Linked DNA regions of Rattus norvegicus: region 1 is linked to region 2. The links are chromatin contacts, called in public Hi-C maps. All regions are on one chromosome and are shown on one strand. Each heading gives the region's core, a stretch centred on a gene start, on an enhancer-like site or on the middle of the called end of the contact. The rest is flanking DNA. Distances are from core to core; before and after follow the strand shown. Region 1 has its middle 22 kb from the start of Hsdl2. Region 2 overlaps Susd1 (sushi domain containing 1).

Region 1 (6,661 bases), core at 3,434-5,933, 200 kb after region 2:
AAATGTCTTAACTTTGTGTTTCACCACAGGTACAAAGGATTACATTGACTCAGAGAACATTCATATGAAGGAAAACTATAAGCTACTTTTAAAAAGCTACCTTATAAGGAACCAGTAAGATGGCTCAGCAGGCAAAGGTGTTTGTCACAAAAGCGTGACTACCTAAATTTGATCCTTGGAACTCCCTGAAAGGTGGGGTGGAGAGCTAACCCCACAGGGTCGTCCTCCACCTTCACATGCTCACCCGTAGCATACACGTTCACAGTCAAGTACACATGATGCACACACACACACAGACACACACACACAGTACAGCACACACACGTACCCAGCACACAAAGTAATATATATTAACACACACACACACACACACATACACACACACATAAACACACACACACACACAGAGTACAGCACACACACGTACCCAGCACACAAAGTAATATATATAATTAACACACACACACACACACACACACACACACAGTTAAGGTAGGTTTGTGGGGGGGGTATAAACATGAGCTCTGTGATACACTTACCTAAACAAAACCAGAAGTGGGCTTGCTAGTACATGCCTGCTACTCCAGAATTTGGAAAGGCTGACATGGGAGAAATATGAGTTTCAGGTCAGCCTGGGCTACATAGGAAGACCCTATTTTAAACATAAAAAAAACAAAAACAAAACTATGTTTCAATACAATGTAGCAGATATAAAATCTTCCCTCTGCTTTAAAATTCTTATCAGAACTAATGTAAATGTTTCAGTCTTAAAAAAGACGGAAAATGTAATGATAAGCAAAGACCAGTGTTAGAAGAGGATGCTTGCCTCCCCTTTGTCCTCGAAATTGCATATCACCAGAGAAAATAGAAATGAAAGTCCAGCGATGAGATTATCTTACAATGATTGCATAGCCACTGGCAGTAATGAAGCAAGCAAAAGGAGACACAGGAATTCTATGGGCAAGGTTTGGTACCGTATCAGAAGCAATTGCCACACTCTGAAAATCCCAGGGATTTCTCAGAAGGCCACTCTGGGGCAGAGTGACCTGTCTTGTGTGAAAAGAAAATGAACATTTTCAAGGTATCCTTGACTGTTGTAAAGTCACTGAAAAGATCTGCTCTTGGTCATAACATACAGTTTATTTTTTTCTTTTAAAAAAATTTTTAAGTTAAAAATTTTATTAAAATTTTTTAAGTTAAAAAATTTTATTTACATTTTTAAAAGATTTATTTATTTATTATATATAAGTACAGTGTAGCTGTCTTCAGACACACCAGAAGAGGGCATCAGATCTCATTACAGATGGTTGTGAGCCACCATGTGGTTGCTGGGATTTGACCTCAGAATTTCTGGAAGAGCAGTCTGTGTTCTTAACCGCTGAGCTATCTCTCCAGCCCCTAAATTTTTTTAACTTAAAAAAAGTATATATTTGTGTGTGTGTGTGTGTGTGTGTGTGTGTGTGTGTGCACATGAAGGTACCCATGGAGTCCAAAAGAGGAGGACTTTAGATCTCTCAGATCTGGAGTTACAGGTGGTTGTTAGCCACCAGATGGAGGAGCGTTTAATGACAAAGTATAATGATCTGGGTGCAGTATCTGTAATCTTAGCTCTTGAGAGGCAGAAGCAGGAACATTGAGCGCTCGAGGCCAAAACATTTCTTTTAGGGCTTTAAATTTTATATAACCTATTTTGTTCTCTCAAAACAATTTTTTAAAGGTTTCTTTTAATTTATACGTATTCTCGCCTCTTGATGGCAGTCCTATAGGGAACCTCGTATTTTTTTGCCTTAACTCTAATTATAAATTGTCTATTCCGATGCTAACAGTGTCCTAGTGGACAAAATTGAGTCTTAAAGTAACACCGCCACCTAGCGGTAGTTTTGACTGTTTGCCTTCATTTCTCTTTGGTGTGCGCATGGACGTCCAGGAGCAGTTGAGGCCGTTATTTGAGATTGTGAAATTGCTTCCTAACGCTTCTTTCAGTTTTACATTCCTTGCTGCAATGTCTCCATCCTTTGAACCCTGGTTATGTTCTATCCTTTCGATTTTAGCCGTTCTAGTGGCTGCAAAGTGACGCAATCTCGTGGTATTTAGATGTATTAATGCTGCTAGGAGTTTCCGGTCCCGTCTGTTGCCTGTTTGCATGTCTTTTGGGGAGAATTTTCTATTCAGATCCTATGGGGTTTTTTGCTTTTGTTTTTGGAGTGTCCCTGAGTTGCTTAGTCTGAAACCATACTTTTGGTCTCAAACGATCCTCCTGCCTCAGCCTCCAACTGCACTGTTTCTAGATCTTTGATTTTTTTTTCCAACTTAAAAATTTAGCTTTATTTTTTTATGTGTGTGTGTATGTGTTTTGTCTGCGTGTGTGTTTGTGCACAAATGTGTGCAGTGCTCACAGAGACAGAAGAGAACCCTGGGTCCTCTGAAACAGGTACTATAGACAGTTGTGAGTGGCTGCATAGGTGCTGGGAATGAATTTGAGGCCTCTGGAAGAGCAGCCAGTGTTCTGACCACTGAGTCATATCTCCAGCCCCTTTGATCACTTTTTTCTTTTATTGTATTTTTTATTTACATTTTAAATGTTATCCCCTTTCCCAGCTTCCCCTCCAGAAACCCCCTATCCCACCTCACCCCCTGCTTCTATGAGGGTGCTCCCTCACCCACCCACCTACCCACTGATCACTTTTTGAAACTACGTGTACCTGTGTGCCACAGTGACTACAGCTTGCAGAAGCCCAGTTCTCCCCTTCCATCAGGTGCATTTAAACTCAGGTGGTCAGGCTTGGCAGTGAGTGCTTTTACCCATGAAGTCATTACAGTGCCCCCCCCCCCCTTGCCCATTTTAAACTATACGGCCAGTTATCTTTCTTGCTACATTGCCAGTTTTTTCATAAATGCTAGGTTCTAGGTGTTTATCTGGTAGAAGATGTTAAATCTGGTTGGGTATTCTATAAATTGATCTTTTTTTTTTTTTTTTTTTGGTTCTTTTTTTCGGAGCTGGGGACCGAACCCAGGGCCTGCGCTTCCTAGGTAAGCCCTCTACCACTGAGCTAAATCCCCAGCCCCTAGATTGATCTTCCAATTTGCTCTTTTCTTTTCTAGGTGGGGGGTGTCATGTGAGCAGGCTGGTACCAAACTCACTGTGAAGTCAAGAATGGCCTTGAGTTCCCAATCCACCTACCTCCTCTCCCTAGTGCTCGAAGGACAGCTGTGTCCCACCATGCCCAGCTGTTTTTCCATTCCTTGATAGCACGTTTTGAGAGTGGCTGAAAAAGTCGCTCAGAGGCCTCAGGCAGGCATGGTAACCTGCCTGTAATTCCAGCCTTCGTTCCCAGGCAAACTGACTAGGAAGATTAGCCCTGTTCTTCTGGTGAGCTCTGGGTTTGATTGAGAGACATTGCCTCAAGGGCATCAACCTTTAGCCACCACATGGACACAAACACATGTGCACCACATAATTATACCACCACACATGTAAGAACATATAACTCGGGGTTGGGGATTTAGCTCAGTGGTAGAGCGCTTGCCTAGGAAGTGCAAGGCCCTGGGTTCGGTCCCCAGCTCCGAAAAAAAGAACCAAAAAAAAAAAAAAAAAAAAAAAAAAGAACATATAACTCACACAGACATGAAAATGGGGGGCGCAGTTGTTAGGGAGAAAATAAGTTTACTTAGTACCAGGTAAGGGGCAGCAAGCGGGTTGACAATCCTGTAACTTGAGGCCCCTCTACCTAAGAAGTGCTAATCTGCTTGACCCCTATACCTTCTATCTCTCTTCTGGCTTGTGCTTCTGTTGCTGAGTCAAAACAACTCCAGGCTATGAGTGTTTACCTCTGGGTGTTCTTTTTTTTTCTTTTTTCTTTTTTTTTCGGAGCTGGGGACCGAACCCAGGGCCTTGCGCTTGCTAGGCAAGCGCTCTACCACTGAGCTAAATCCCCAACCCCCCCGGGTGTTCTTCTAAGAACTTCAGAGTTCTAGTTCTTACGTTTAGGGTTTTGAGCGGTGTATGCCAATTTTCCCCCTATGGAGTGTGAAGGTGGGATCTAGTTTTATATACGTGGGTTTCTGGTTATCTTAGCATCCTTGTAATACAGTATGTTTTTGGTTCAAACCAAATGATACCTGTATACTCTATGAAAGCAACTGCCAACAGATGGGTTTATTTCTCGGCTCTAAGTCCACTGCACAGATGGGTTTATTTCTCTGCTCTAAGTCCACTGCACTGGTCCACACGCCTCCTTTATGCTAGCACTACATTAGTTTTGTCTTTTCGTTTTGAAGATTTATTTAGTTTATGTATGTGAGTATGCTGTCTTCAGACACCCCAGAACAGGGTGTCAGATCCCATTACAGATGGTGGTGAGCCACCGTGTGGTTGTTGGGATTTGAACTCGGGGCCTCTGGAAGAGCAGTCAGTGCTCCTGACCGCTGAGCCATCTCTCCAGCCCCTTATTAGTTTCTGTTGCTGTTGTTTAACAGAATAGACATTTAAAGAGCGGTCTGATGCTCATCAGAAAGCTGAGCAGAAAGCACAGGTTTCCTCCTGCGCTGATGCTTTAACTGTTGCTGGGCCTGACAGAAACATCCGGGGAAAGGTTTATTTTGGCTCATAGTCCATGCCCGTGGGGAAGGCAGCTGGTTACACTGTATCCAAAGCCAGGAAGAGGAGAGAGGAACGATGAGGTTCGCATTATTTTCTTCTTTTGACTCAGCCTAAGAGCCCAGCCCATGAAACTGGGCTACCCAATCAGTGTGAGTCCCTCTTCCTCAGTTAAACTTTTCTATAAACGCCTCACAGGCAACATTCAGAGACATGTTTCCATGGTGATTCTGAAGTCAGTTGGCAGTGAAGATCAGTCACTGACCTGTATGTCCTTTTTATCATTAACACCCCAAACTGGCGTGTCAGAGTCGATGCAATCAATGAGCCGACACTGGCATGGCTGCCAAGTCTGAGGTTTACACCACTTTTCCTGTGTGATGTTGTACATTCTACGGTTTGGTCGTGTTCTGGGACATGTTGTGTGGCTCTCAGACAGACTCCTACTCAGTTGCTCAGTGTTGCCCTTGAGCTCCCTACGTAGCCCAGGCGGCTTTTGGTCTTGTAACTCTTCTCCTTTCCAAGAAACTGGGATCACAGATACGTCACCGAGACAGACGACTGCGTTGCTGCTGCTTTCTCCTCCTCTTCCTCTTCCTCCTCCTCCTCCTCCTGTTCTTCCTCCTTCTCCTGTTCTTCCTTCTTCTCCTCCTACTCCTCTTCTTCTTCCTCATCTTCCTCCTCCTTCTCCTCTTCTTCCTTCTTCTCCTTCTCCTCCTCTTCCTCCTCCTCTTCTTCTAATTATTTTATTTTGGGGAGGCTGGAGAGCCGACTCAGTGGTTAAGAGCACTGGCTGCTCTTACAGAGGACCAGGGTTCAATTCTCAGCACCCACACAGTGGCTCACAGCTATCCTAACACCAGGTCTGGGAATCTGACGCCCCCTTTGGGCCTCCAAGAAAAATGCATGCATGGAGTATATTACAATATGCAAGCAAACAACTTGTGAGCAAAACACTTCAAAATTACTTTATTCTTTTAATGGTGGCAAAAGTGAGAAAATGTATTAAATAAAAACCCATTTTTCCCAGTGCAGGGAATTAAACTCACCCAGGGTGGCATACATCCTGGAATGGCTCTAACCCTAAGTTTCATACTCAGTGCCCTATCTTGACCTTTATTAAGTTCACAGCTGAATGAGAGCAAGTCCATCATCTATCCATCTACAGTATTTTAAAAAACAAAATTCTAAAACTCAAATTCTGTACCCATTAAGCAATGATTCCTCATTTCGCCTCTCACCAATGCTGGGCAAACACCATCTCTCTGTCTCCTTTCTATATTTAATGACTTTACATGTCTCATATAACTGCAGTTACATAGCATTTGTTTCTTACGATGGATGGCCCTATTAACTTAAGGTTTTCAAGTTCATTCATGTTGCAGCATGTGCTAGCACGTCCTTACTGCTTAAAACTGTGTAGCATGACTGGGAATTATGAACACCCATGCTTACCTACCTAGCTGAGGTCACCTGACATGGCCAGCAAAAAATTAAACCAGGCTTGGGTTGGAGGGGCCACAGCAAGACAGAGGCTGTGACAGTTTTATTGATAGCAATCAGACTTTGTATACCCTTATTAGAAACAAAATATAATGGCAGTTGCCAGGATCAATTCAGGTATGGTTGCCAGGATACAGTGATGCAAGCTGTGCAGGGCACACAAGATTAACGTCTAAGGGAAGAGCACTGACTGCTCTTCCAGAGGTCCTGAGTTCAAATCCCAGCAACCACATGGTGGCTCACAACCATCCGTAATGGGATCTAATGCCCTCTTCTGGTGTGTCTGAAGACAGCTACAGTGTACTTATATATAATAACTCTTTAAAAAAGATGAATGTCAAAGACCAATGGTCCCGTCAGACTTCTGTCCTTCCTTGGCTACCAAGGAAACATACAGAGAAACACAGATTGGTCTGAAGGCTTCACTGACTGAGGAGTATGAAGTCACATAGTGCCCCAGGAGCCATGTACTCTAACCTGAAAACTCTATAATGCCTCTCAAGGCAGCTAGACTGGGTCAACTCCATGATTCCCCATGGGGAGTAGTGGTGCATGCCTTGA
Region 2 (7,125 bases), core at 3,791-6,290:
CAACCTCCACACTAGGAAGGTGGAGACTGATGGATGGATCCCTGTCCCATCTAGTAGGTGAGGTCCAGTAGTGAAAGATCTCTATTCAGAAGCCCAAGTTTGGTTCCCAGCACCCACGTCAAACAGTTCACAACCACCTATGAGTTAAACTCCAAGGGATTTGACACAGTCAAATCATCTGCCGTCACTACACACACACACACACACAAAGAGAGAGAGAGAGAGAGAGAGAGAGGGAGGTGTCTCGAAAATTCTTTAATTTCTCACCTTAGGAAATAATACTCCTTTTATTGGCTAAGAACAGTAAATCTGTAGGGTTAAAATAATTCTCTTGTTCAGAACCAAGGTCAACTTGGTCAACTTGGATTCACCTGGATTACTAAATTGGTCATATGACATGGTCTATCATTGGTTTTACAGATTTACTAACTCATTCCATGTTGGCACTATGTAGAGTCTACATCCCATCACACTTGTGTTTTGAGTAAATCCAAGTCACATATTAGTAGCTGAAAATAAATTGAGACTGAGAAGAAAACACAAATTTCTATAGAGACATCAGAGTGTCAGCTATGAAGCCTAAAAAATTCATAGGTTTCTACATCAGTATTCCTCTTTGGAATACAATAATGTGCAAAAAAAAAAAACAAAAACAAAAACAAAACAAACAACAACAACAACAACAAAAAAAACAAAACAAAACAAAAAAAACCCAGTTGTCATCAGGGAAAAAGCAAAACAAAAAGAAAAAAAAACAAAGCAAATGAAAACAAACAAACAAAAAATGTAATGGCCTTGTTCTTTCATCTCCCTGGTTAGCAAAGGTGATTTTGGTACCAGTCAATTCTTCACTGGGTAAACTTCATTGCATAACTGTCCATTTCTGCGACTGCCCACTAAGGCCCGGGACTTTTAACATCTTCGCTCCCTCAGACAGTCTTCTGATGTAGCTCAGCAGTTGGTCCAGAGGAAGCAGAGGTCCCCGCCTCCCATCTCCTCTCTCAATTGCCAATAAAGCAAACAGCCTTCCTATTTGGGGTGCCTGTGTCGTCCAAGTAGAGATTAGAAAAGGGTTTCCTTTCTCGTTCTTCCTTTTCGCTCATTCACTATGACAACTGTAAATGACATCTCAAAGATGCCATCTGCCTCTAGCCTGTGCCATGCTATGCACAGATGGGACCCAGATCTGCTTATAGCAATGCCAGATATTCCATCCCAAAGAGTAGCTTAACAAAGTTGATGGCTTTTCCCATCAACTACCTACAAACAAATTGAAAAGGCTATTTTTCCCCAAAATTCCAGGTGTTAAATGTCTGTATTAATGCTGCCCTTTGAAAATATAACACTTGGAAAAAGGTACACTAATTCTAATCATGCCAATAATTGAAAATCGCATAGGGACTGACAAGATGGTTGAGTGGATAAAGGCGCCTGCCAGCAGGAGGATGACCTGAGTTTGATCCTCAAAACCGTGAGGAGGAAACAATACTCCCGTAAGTTGGCTTCTGACCTCTGCACGCACCGACACATACACACAACTAAGAAAACAAGTGCCATAAAAATCAAAAACAAAGAGATAAGAGAAAAAAGCATACAAAAGTCTTGTTCGGTCTGGTCTCCTCTGTCACTTACTGCCCATGACTAAGAGCATTGCTACCCAATGACAGGCATCCTCCTGTGTCAAACACTGGACTGTGAAGAAGACTAGACCATCAGTTCTTCCCTCAAGAAGCACGTTGCTTAGTGGAAGGAGCAAACGCAGCGGCAGGCAATCAACCCACGGTCCACAGCACCACAGGCTTCACACAAACACAGAAGGGCACAAAGGAGGAGGACCCGGAAGACCCGGGAAATTCAGTTTCATGGCGGGCGCAGCCTTGGAACATAAGTAGCTGTAGAGTAGTGGGGAGAGGGGGGCAGGGAGAAGAGTGAGTCTGAGTATCAGGCCAGTGAAACAAATGTCAGCTAGGTACAGAAGCGAGGCTGCGGAGGAAGCACAGGATGCAGCCGGGGAAGGGCTTGCTTGCCAGATTGTGGACAGACACTCTGAGCAGAGGCAAGCTGCAGGATAATGATGGGGACCATTTTCCATTCGAAAGGAAGCATTAGGGTGCAGAAGGACCGGAGGTCATAAAATAGAATATAATGCTATTTCCTCAACAACAACAACTATATGTCAGGCTCAGACTGCTCTTCCCAGGCCTGATTTCATTCTCCCAGCAGTCATAAGAAGCAGTAATAGAACGAACACTTATTAAGTTATAACTATGGACCAGAGAGTATGCACAGGACTTTAACCTTCAAAACATCCTGGCTGGACAGAGCCATGTCCAGCTTACGGTCCCAAGGCTTGGATGTTAAGTAACCTGCAAGGGTAAGGCGACATGAGGGACAGAGTCCAGACTCGCAATTAGACGTGTGCGTCAGACTCCCCTGCTAGGAGCCTCTTCGCTAAAGTAATCAAGAGGCTACAGGATAAAATCTGGGTGCTGTATTATAAAACAAGAAACAACTCTGAAGGAGAGGACTGGGAGGTGAGGGAGGAAGGACAGAGAGAAGTCCAGGCTGAATGCCAGCCTTTGAGCCCAAGAATCTGAATGAATGGCCCTTCACTGTTTTCCTCAGAAGCACAAGAAGAGACAGAGCAATGAACTGCATTTAGGACATGTCAGATATGAGTTATCTGTTTACTGTCCAATGGAAAAACGGCCCAAAAAGCCATGGGTTGTGCATAGAAACAGAAGACGTGGGCGGGTGAAAGTAAGACATCCAAGTAGGTCACAGAGAGGGGCTCAGTGCAGATCCCTGATATCCAAGAAGACCCTCAGACAAGGGCAGTGTGGGGGACAGGGGGGCTGAGACGAGTCCCTAAGAGAAAGTATGCTCAGGAAGCGAAGGACGGTGGGGAGTGTGGCCCCCCTCCACTCTCAGTCTGCTTCCTCACTCCATCCAGGGAGGGTACAGCACGTCATTAAGGCCAAGAGGCAAGGTCAACCTCCTTCACTTCCACCCTAGCAAAGGCAACCTCCCTCTCTCCCACTCTGCATCCCTTTTCCTTAGTGAAACAGTCCCAGTCAAGCTTAGACTTGGGGTTTGACATTGGTCAGAAGTAGGGAGAACAGGCCTTGGGTCTGTCTAGCTCTAGGACATACAGGCATCTCCAGTGTGACACAAAGAAGGGCCCTACAAGGTCCTATTGAACCTGTACTGGATTTGGGATAATAAAATATTCAGCTTGGCTTTACTTTATCCCGTTTGTGTAGGGTACTTGTACAAATATAGTATATGGGTATATGTATAGCACACATATATGTGGATTTTTTTTGATATTCAGTTAACATCTAGTATTTCTCTGTGTGGCATTTACTGTATTTTTAATCAGTTATTTAATGTCTACTTCTTAGAGTGAAACTTGGTCATTGCAAAAGCTGCACTTATCTCTTTAAACCTAACAAATGACTTAGACAAAGACATTCACAACGTGTCTTCTTATCTGATTGATTGGTTAGACAAATGAATGGGTGATCAGCAACACTAAAGTATAGAAGGGTTAGGTAGGGTTAGGACAGCACATGGGTTTAGCAGCTAGATGGTAAGGAGAAGGTAATGCTAATTCCCCTTCCATGATAGGCAGAGATAACAAGGGAAGGAAAGGAAACTCTCTCAGAAGACCCACTGTACAGGGTCATCGGGGACCAGTCTAGTTTACTCTCCTGGTTTACAACGTGGGCCCCTCTTTGGGTTTTGAAAACACAGAAAGAATGAATTCAGGTGGATACGTTCAATATTGTCTCCAGTCTAAACAGTTCCTGACTCCAAAAAAGATCCGATGATCTTATGACAGAGGCCACAGCCAAACTCTGAGGCCATTCCCAAGCAGACTGCAAAGCAGGCACACTTGATGACTGTGGCAGCAAGGCACGGGGACACATCACGGAACAGATGTGTGCTTGCCTATAAACAGCCCTACGCCTCCTTCCTTTGTGTTCAGCCCTAAGGTAAAGTCAGGTAAAGTGGGTAAAAGCATCATGCCTAAACCACTAAAGTAAATTACACACTTTACGGTGATATTCGTGGCACATGAATAAATGTTTATTGTTCCCTGGGTATTAGTTTTTGTGCACTTTAGGAAAACACATCTACCTCATCAGAGTCATGATATACCTTGTATTACAAAGAATCCTTGATTGGTGTATTAAAACTAAGATTGTCTCCCAGGCGTGGTGATGTGTGTCCATAGACTTAGCTTGGGAGACTAGGGCAGGGAGACCTCTCAAGAACAGGAATTTAAGACTTGCCTGAGCAACGTAGCAAAACCCCTAAATACGCCTGCGTGTGTAAAATCTGTGAATATATGTGTGTATATATATAATTACATATATGCTACTTAAGAAAAACAAGCTGTGAAGATAATTCTTTAGTTATATCAAAGGTCGTCAGGGTGGCATGCAAACAATTCAATCGTGGGACAGCATGAACAGGCAAGTGAGGGCTTCCACGGCTTCCAGGCTTGAGTTCAAATCAGAACTCCGTCGAGCACTGGTTACAGAATGACCCTAAGGAAATTGCTCAACCTCCATGAGTCTCAGATCACTGAACTGAAAATACTTGCTTTACAGGTTTCGAGGGTAAAATGAGATCAAGCACTAGGGTCCCCAAGGGAACCCTGGGTGTGGCAGCTGGTGTGCAGGATCCCAGCAATGATATTGGTAGCGATGAGTGTCATGTACATCCTCAGACCCAGCCCAGCGGTGGCTAATGCAGTACTGTGCCCATTCATCCCAGACAGCCCTTGCTTCCCACTTAAAACGTACGTGCTTCAAGCAAGCACTGGCTAGGCTGGTGAGAAGGGCTGACAGCCAAGGAGGGACAGCGGGTAACAGGAGCTTGGTAGCATTCGCAGTAGTGCCGGGGGCAGGTTGTGGGATGCAGAAAGGTTCCTGGGAGAACAACAGTCTGTGTTTCGACAGAGTTGTTGCTCTCCTAAGAGCATGGAGTGATGGACTGACCGAGTGTGGAGTGTTAACCTTGTAATTATTAACCCAGACTGGAAACATGAAAGGTAAATGACCTGTGTAGAATGGGAGCCAGGGACAGCCTTATCAAGAACAAATCAGCCTCTTTGATCTTGAAGTAAAACTGAGTCATTAATGTGAAGCTTCCACCTCGGGTTTTTCCAGACACTAAAGTAGTTGCCTAATTCCCAGCTGTCTGGAGTTTCCAGTTCAAACTGGCCTTAGAGGAAAAAGTCCTACCACCTTGTTAAGAGTTCACACTCTATTAAAAAACATTACAGATCTGAGCCACTAACACAGAGGCACGGGGCTTTCAAAGATACTTTAAAGCAATCTAAACAATCTGTGTACAGATAATCCGTCCTACCCAGTCAGAAATTAAACACAGGCATATAGACAGAGGGGTAGACGGAGGGAATTCAAGGGAAGATGACGGCAGGGGAAGAGGTGAACCGTGAAACACAATAAAATAAAAACACACTGGGGGATTCGGGATGGCTTAAGGTTGAGGAAAAACTGGGAAAAGAGGGAGCAGCCAAGCAAGAACCATGACAACCACATCTCTTGCTCCATTTCCAGAAGCTTCTCCAGCCTTCCCCTCCAGAGATGATCTGCACAGAAGCATGAATTAATCAGCATGCAAATCCCTCCCTTTATCTGTGAAAATCGAATTTAGCTGCCAATCCTGATCGAGGGCACACAAGCCTCCTCACAGAAAGAGCCTCACTCCCGGGGAGAATGCCTTTTTCTCTCCTGAAATCAAAGCTTGCATAAGCCCAGGGAAACAGCTGCAGCTGGAGCTGCAGACTTAGTAAAAGGTGGAGGGCTGAGGACAGTAATTATAATTAGCGGTTACATAACATGTTTGCTCTTCAAAGTGCTGCAAAAGGATCAGCTAATTAATAGCTTACTGTGCCCCGCGCAGATCCCCTGGTTTTTCATGGAGTGACTAATCCTTGTGCCCCCACTGAATTCTGAATGGTGGCAGCAGAGGACCTTGGGCAGCGAGACCACAGCGATACCCAGCTCTCTTATGGAGCCATTTCTTGGGGAACAGTTCTGGGAGAGAGCTGTCTTACATCCTCCGGGTAAGTCCTGGAGGTGCTGCCAGAGAGGCGATGCTAAGTTAGAGAGACCATCAGTCTAGGGAGGTTGGCTTTAGAGAAAATGCAAGATGGTACTGGCTTGTTCTTGCTTCCCTGCTCACCCAGGGAGACATCTCCGAAATGAGGTGGCCTAGATCTCTGAATTCTCATCTTCTGTTTCCTCCCCACTCCACAGCCTACACCTTTTGAATATACGATGGTGATAGCTGAATGTAAGAATTGTCTGTCTCCTCCAAGAGTTCCTTCCCCACAGGTTTCAGCAGCCTATGATGCTTTGAATTTATTTACAAACCATTGCAAGGACATGTGAACCTGCATTTCCTCAGGAGAAAGCTGGTTCTTCTACCACACTGTAAATTCCAAAAACGTAGTGCTTTGCACATAGAGTACACTAAATATACATATATATCTTTGGGATGAACAGATGGGCAGGATGGATGTCATCAAATTTCTCTCATAGGGATGGCGAATTGGCTCGGACCATTGGTGCTTATCAAGCAAGTGTGAGGTCTGGAGTTCAACACCCAGAACCTCCATAAAAACGTAGGTCATGGTGGCTTACTTGCATAGTCTTAGTGCTGAGAAGACAGATACAGACAGATCCCTGGGCTTCACTGGCCAGCTAGATTAATCTAATTGGGCCAATTAATCTCTGGGCCAATGAGAGATTCTGTCTCAAAAAGAAAGAAAAGAAAAAAAGGTGGAGGTCCTTAGGAACAACATTGAGACTAGGCTGTCTTCTGGCATCCATGTGCACTTGCACACACAGGTAGAAATCACCTGTGCACGCGCACGCACGCACACACACACACAGAAAAATGAAAACTATGATTTAAAAGATAGTGTTGTATGTATGCATGTATGTATACAATAGAATACTCTTCACTGCTTAAAAGTAAGGAAAATGACATATCCTATATTGTTGGTGTACCTTAGCAGTATCATGCTAAGGGAAATAAGTATTTCATGACTCTACTTCCATGGGGTGCCTAAAGTAGTCAAAT

What was found. Hi-C and Micro-C count contacts between places; a contact is called where the count stands out from the background.
Region 1: a contact with region 2 is called in a Hi-C map of liver, with 3 times the contacts expected there. The contact joins two enhancer-like sites. A contact is called at or near these places in 9 of 12 Hi-C or Micro-C datasets (the A7r5 cell line, Schwann cells, frontal cortex and 5 more) and 1 of 1 datasets of contacts at active chromatin or transcription factors (oligodendrocytes).

The regions. Positions count from the first base shown.
Region 1 is chr5:79,214,003-79,220,663 of GRCr8, forward strand. No RefSeq gene overlaps it. Among named protein-coding and RNA genes, the nearest start is that of Hsdl2, 22 kb to the right of the region's middle. Within about 2 kb of position 4,684, at least 6 of the 93 cell types and tissues checked have an H3K27ac peak or open chromatin away from gene starts, as enhancers often do. A contact at or near this core is called in hepatocytes and liver, where this site is marked.
Region 2 is chr5:79,016,136-79,023,260 of GRCr8, forward strand. The region is part of intron 6 of Susd1 (sushi domain containing 1); the gene reads right to left. Among named protein-coding and RNA genes, the nearest start is that of Susd1, 51 kb to the right of the region's middle. Within about 2 kb of position 5,041, at least 45 of the 93 cell types and tissues checked have an H3K27ac peak or open chromatin away from gene starts, as enhancers often do. A contact at or near this core is called in hepatocytes and liver, where this site is marked.